Linked DNA regions of Hordeum vulgare: region 2 is linked to region 1. Evidence: chromatin contacts called from public Hi-C data. All regions are on one chromosome and are shown on one strand. Each heading gives the region's core, a stretch centred on a gene start, on an enhancer-like site or on the middle of the called end of the contact. The rest is flanking DNA. Distances are from core to core; before and after follow the strand shown.

Region 1 (3,451 bases), core at 899-3,398:
TTTCCTTGGATTCCAAGTACTCAATACATGAACATCCAAACAACAAGTGTGGCATTGAAGCTGAATACCAATATCTTGAAACATTGGGCATTGGAGTTTTGAATATCTACATCCAAACACATTGTCATGGTTTTAAAGAAGAAAGCGCTTGCGCTAGGAAAATATAATTTGGTTTTTGGTTGTATATGCATCGTACATACGAAATTACCTTTAATAATTAAATAAAAAACTAAAATAGTTCAAAAGTATTTTTAGATTAAACTTGGTTTTGTTTTGCCCTACTATATAAATTCTCACGAAAAATAACCAATGTTGACTTTAGGGAAAAGATAAATTCACATCAGAAATTTATCTTTTTAAAAAGAAGTCAAAGGGTAGTTTTTTTTTTTGAACTTTTGTCACAAGTACAATGAAATGCCAAGTTTATTTAAAAATAGTTTCAGAGTTTATCAAGTACTCCCTCCTTTTTAAAATAAATATCACTGTTTTAGTATAAAATTTGTACTAACTTAATACTGCTCCAAAACTAGCGGGAATTTCCTTTCAATAAAAAAAAACTAGCGGGTCTCGTTTCCCGCCGTCGGCAAAACCAAGATCTCGCGCACGAGCCTCTGCAGCGCGGCGCAGGACGAGCCGCCCTCGCCGACGGCCTTCCTGCACGCGGTGCTCGTCTCCGCTGCCGTCTTCCTCGCCTTCTTCCCCTCATCCGACGCGCCGCCCATCAGGATCCGCACCGCTCGCTCCAGCTTGCCCGCCTCCACGAAGAATCCCTTCCTCCGGTCCATCTCCAGCTCGACCGCCGCGCCCACGCCGGCCACGAGCTCGAACGCATTCAGGTGCTGCTCCCCGTACAGCGGCCACGGAATCATCGGCACGCCGAACCACAGGCTCTCCAGGATGGAGTTCCACCCGCAGTGCGTAACGAAGCCGCCCACGGCGGCGTGGGACAGGATCTCCCTCTGCGGCGCCCATGCCGGCCACACCAGCCCCCTCCCCGCGGTCGCCTTCAGGAACCCCTCCGGGAGCAGCTCGGCCAGGTCCGCGTCCGTCGGGAGCCGCGTGCCGGCGACGGGCCGGCCTCGTAGCACCCACAGGAAGCGGTGGCCGCTGCGCTCCAGGCCGGCGGCTACCTCCCTCACCTGTGCGGCGTCGAGGGACCCCATGCTCCCGAAGCAGAGGAAAACCACCGAAGCCGGCGGCTGCGCGTCGAGCCACCTGACGCACTCGTGCGGCTGCTCGTCGTCCGTCGAGCCGAACCAGATCACCGGGCCGATCGCGTGGAGCGCCGGAGCACGGAGTCCGGGAACGCAGCGGCCGTCCGCGATTGCCGCGAGAATCGAGCCTTCGAGCTCGAGGGAGGTGTTCACGATGACGCCCCTGGCTTCCATGAAGCGGCGTCCGTGGTACTCGAACCAGTCGTAGCTCTGGATCTTTGCTTTCACGAGGCAGGCAGGCATGTAAGACGGCGGCACCGGCGGCAGCCCGGGCACGTCCACCGTGCTCTCCATCGCCTCAAACCCGGCACCCGTCAGATCCTCGCGTAGCGCCGGCAGGCGCAGCATGAGCGCCAGGAACGCGGCGGGGGAGGAAAAGTACACGTACGCCGGCACGGCGAGCTCGTGGACAACGTCGAATAGGGCAGTGAAGAAGAGGTCGACGACGACCGCGGCCACCCGGGACGACGGCCCCAGGCCCGCGATGGCCGCCTTGACGTGGGGCGCGTGGAGCTGGACGTACCGGGACGCGAATTCAGCAGGGTCCACGCAGCAGGTGGGATGCTCAACGGCGGGGAGCTGGAGGAAGCGGATGTCGAGGCCGGAAACCGCCTCTCGGCACACGTGGCCCTGGACCTCCGACGCCATTGCTTCCGACGGCGCGTGAATGACGAGCACGGTCAGCGTGAAGGCGCCCCGGCCGGTGGCGAGAAGCCTCTTGCCGGCTTCGAGCGCGGATATGAAGTGGCCGGATCCCCATTTCGGCACGACGACCACGGTTGGGCGGCACGCCATTGATGGACCTGAGTGGACACAATGGCACCTGAAATTCTGGTCAAAAGTGGCGAGCTCTGGCTAGGACCTGAGTGGGCACAATAGCTCTTGAGGTGATCACGCCAGGCCCCTGTCTTAGCAACCCTCGCTTTGGTCGCATCCAAATCGCATCAGCTTTGCCACCGAAAGGTACAACCTGCCGACTATACGTCGTCTTCTTCGAAAAATAACAAATATGCCGCGCCATATGTAGTACAGCAATATCCATGGAATATTTACCTTTTTTCCCAATACTAGGATTCTCCATTTTCGGTGTCATCGTATTAATACTGTGAATAGGCAGGACCCAAGAGCATCTACATCGAGAACAAATTCGACCTTTCAAACGTATCCGATGCGTTCGTGTACACCGACCGGTCAAACCTCTATAATCGGATATCTTAAATTAGAAAACCTTAAATCCATACTATTACATTACAACATAAACCTAATAGTAAGCGGAGCTCGTCCGGCTCCGATGTGTCCATGTCCGGCGGTTGGTTGCGTCCCTTGTAGCGTCCGTCCAATCGCCAACGGGGTAGAGTAGGACATGGGACACTAGTCAGATCATGTGAGTCGAGTTTTCGCCATCTCTCATGCCCTACTCTTCCTCGTCGAGCCGTAATTCGTACGGTGCGTGTGAACATGGGAGGAGCCGACGTGCACCACGACGCGGTTGCGGCACCCGCACTGATTCATCATACGAGGCGTCGAAAATGCGACACTCCCTCTTCAACGTCCACCGCCACGAAGGCCTCTGCCGCATTCCATGCCCGTTGCCTTGCACGACAGGTATGTCGTGTCATGTTTGCGTCCCGAGACGCCCATTGTGCGTCCTCGGCGAGCCAATGCAGGGATTGCACGTCCGCCACGACGTTTGGACGCCACACGAACCGCATCGCCTCTGATGAGGCAGCGACGCCGGATCCATGCACCGGTTGTGCGGACGCAATGTATTTCCGGCGTTGCGAGTCCGAGCGTTGCCATCGGGCGACCGCCTTCCGGGAGCGGCGGAGCGCAAGCCGGACTGCCAACTCCTCCTCGGGGCTACGTATGATGAGCTCATGATCGACAGATCTGGAGATGAAGGACTAGGATCCGCTACCCGTCATGCCGGAGACGGCCGGAGATCACCGGAGGTGAGCTTGGATGGCGGAGGGAGTGAAGTGAAGTGGTTAGGGTTTTGTCCAACAAACGGACGGGGAAGAATATATGTGGGGTCGTTGCGGGCTAGCGCGGGCCAGGCTCATGTGGCAGGCTTCCGTCTCATATTTGGGCTGTGTCGGTCACCTCGGGCATTTGAGCCTAGTTTAAACTGTTTTGTTGGATCAAAATTTTGTGATCGGTCGGTAACCGGATGGTCCGTCCGGACGTATCAGGTATGTTTGGGACGGTGGGCTGTAGATGTTATAAGGACTCCCGAT
Region 2 (3,087 bases), core at 290-2,789, 180 kb before region 1:
AGCATCCACACATGCGAACGGAGATAGAGGGAGAAGACTAGACTAAAAGGTAACTATAACTGAACAATATCATTTCAACATCTTTCTCCACAGATTTGTAGTTGTCACCTTTCTAGATACAAGGACTAATGATGCATCAACACAATAAATCTATTCCCACGTGCATAGTATAGGCCAACCTAAGATATTAAATCTTGAAACACAAGGTAAGGCATAAAATAACTACTATAGCATTAACTCTATAAGCATAACACGGATTAGCAAATGGAACTGACGACTGAAATGTCCAATTCATGAATCAAACAGTTGCCTACCAAAATAGGCCATGTCAAATCTATCAATAACATAAATTTTGTCCGACCCATCAATAGCTACGTTCAAAACAACCAATTGCATAGGACCACTCACTTTGATTTGCAGTCTGCACATTCTCTGTTCTCCGGCAACCGCAGAAGGCTTTCCAATATCTGGAAATAAATGTAGACAAAGAATGACGACGGGTCATAAGCACTACACGACAAACATGAGTAACACACGGAACAGAAATATTTGATTGCAACATAACAAGCACACATGCTGTCGCTTCCTTTTGGCTCAGGTTACATCAAAGATAGCCAGTGAGATTACTTACACGATGTAATAACCCTTCTGTTCCACGATTTGTGCCACACAAATATAGGAGGCACCAAATTGAAGTGATATTTGACGGGACCTACGTCATGCTTGCCCTTATTTGGTACCGTGGACATACTAGAGTGCTACTACATCACATAACAGAGTGCTACTACTCTATCGAACAGGAGGGTGTTACTCAAGTTTTGTGCCCCAAAGGTATATGAGCAACAGATACTATGAAGCAGCATATGAGCAAGCATTGCACCTTCTCTATAATCCCACCCAAGAGACGGAAATCCGCAACGGAGCGATGAAATCTACAATCAAACCGCCGAATGGCGATTTCCATCTGTCAACTCACTTGGACAAGGCTGTCTGATCGAGCTACCTAACGCGCAACTAGCAACCGCGTCCACTTTCTTGATTTCTCGGTCATCAAAACGCGGCGAGGGGAAAGCTCGGATCTGCTCCTCATCAGGAACCGCAAAACCAATCGCAGATCCACGCCGTCGCGGATCCCGAATCCCGCCCGAAAAGAGGAGCTGCGCGTCCCGTCGGCTCTCGTTTGATTCCCGGTCCATTCGAAGCAGCAGCGCGTGGCTCCGATCTAACGATGATGGTGTTGAGGGGAAGGGGGGAACAGTGGCGACGGGACGGACCTTCTTGTGCCTGGCGTTGAGCTCCTTGGAGACGGAGGCCTTCTCGTTCATGGCTGATCGCCGGATCCTCCGACCGGGAGGGGAGATCGCAGGGATTCGGGCTCCCTCCCTCCCTCTGTCTGTCTCTCTCTCCTCCCTGTTTTTGCCGCGTCGAGGGGGAGAGAGGAGAGGAGAGGTGTGCAGAGGAGAGGGAGGGATCTGTGCGTCTCCTCTCGGCTTGACCTTCCCCACCTCTCTCTCTCTGAGTAGTTTTTTCTGTTGGAAAAACAATCTTATTTTGTTCACGAGATTATGTTTTTGTATGTGGTGTGGTGATGACGGTGTGGTGAGGGTCTGCTGGCCTAATCACGGCACGACAACCACGATTATATACCAAGAAAGGGATATTTATTTATCATACTCGTTGCATTCACACTTGCAATTGCACCGACCGACCAGTGTAAACAACGTCAGGTGAATATCGCTGTTATTTTGTTTTGATCCATAAATATGAAAAAGGAACTATGAAGATGAAGATGACACGAGGGCACGTATGGGCTCTCTAGGGCACACTGCAATGATGTGAGTATCTACAACCGGAGGCCATACACTCCAAACTTTTAAAATGTCTGCCCAGTCCTTCTTCGAACAAAAAATGTCATTCAATCACACGAGTCAAATCCAACCCAAACGACCGATTGGACCGACAATCCCCTTGCCATGCTCATATGTAGGGCACATATGGGTACACTCATACGTGTTTGTCATGTAGGACTGGCCGGAAGGGCCACACTAAATCGTTTGAAGCCACCCCTTCTTGGCCGAGCTGACATGTTCCTTTTCTCTTTTCCGTCTCGTCCACACAAGTGTTATTGTAGCTCCCCCTTGTTGTTGCTTCGTTGTCGTCCACAACCCACAACGCCTCCGAATGTGCCGCCACCGTACACCATCATGTACGTCCATCTCCTCCGGATATACACCTCATGTTGTGTGTGTTCTACGAAATGTTCGAGCAGTTTTTTATTGTTTTAATCATTTGCAGGTCACTGATGGATACATCGTTGAATGATAGCTACGAAACACGAACATTGATGAATTCATAAACAAAGAGTTCATTGAATGGTCGGATTTGGGTGACGGAGATGTTGAAATGATGACCATTCAAGTACAAATGATGAAGGAAGAGCAGCACGTGTTGAACTTCAAGGGTTCGCTAAATGGCTGAAGAGTTATTTCCTAGTATAGGATCGTCGACGCCCGCCTTCTGAACACGAACTACTTCACACTAGACCCAAAATACCATGAAGGTTTCTTTCAACATCGCTTCCAGATGATCAGAGCTTTGTTCTTGCGTCTGGTGACTACCGTCGAGAAGGATGATAATAACTTCAAGCTAAGGAAGGACTGTTGTGGCGAACTTTCCTTCTCTCCTCAACAAAAATGCACGATGGCTCTTATGATGCTTGCTTATGGTAAGTCTGCATATGCAATTGATATAAAAATCAGGATAGGAGAGAACACATGCTTGAAGACCACGGTGGATTTTGCACACACCATGGTGAAGGCGTTTGGACCAGTGTACATGAGAGAACCAACTCGAAAGGGTAGAGAAAAAATGTTGACAATTGGAGCATCACAAGGATTCCCATGTATGTTCGGATCAGTTGATTACATGCACTAGCAATAAAAGAACTATCCAAGAGGTTTGAATGGGCAGTACCAAGGTCACACCAAAGAAACCACCATCATACTTGAAGAAGTGGCATCAACGGACTTGCAGATTTGGCATGCTTTCTTCGGCACACCTGGTTCTAACAATGACATCAATGTGCTC

What was found. Hi-C and Micro-C count contacts between places; a contact is called where the count stands out from the background.
Region 2: a Hi-C map of seedling shows a contact between it and region 1, with 2.9 times the contacts expected there. The contact joins the promoter of LOC123425687 here to the promoter of LOC123429853 in region 1. A contact is called at or near these places in 2 of 6 Hi-C or Micro-C datasets (leaf and seedling).

What each region holds. Positions count from the first base shown.
Region 1 is chr2H:165,178,501-165,181,951 of MorexV3_pseudomolecules_assembly, reverse strand. LOC123429853 (anthocyanidin 3-O-glucosyltransferase 2-like) reads right to left here and starts at 2,148. Exons shown (of 1, transcript XM_045113828.1): 1 at 406-2,148. The coding sequence starts at 2,009. The coding sequence ends at 558.
Region 2 is chr2H:165,360,095-165,363,181 of MorexV3_pseudomolecules_assembly, reverse strand. It overlaps LOC123425687 (ADP-ribosylation factor GTPase-activating protein AGD5), which reads right to left and starts at 1,539. Exons shown (of 11, transcript XM_045109396.1): 1 at 1,275-1,539; 2 at 409-467. The coding sequence starts at 1,325.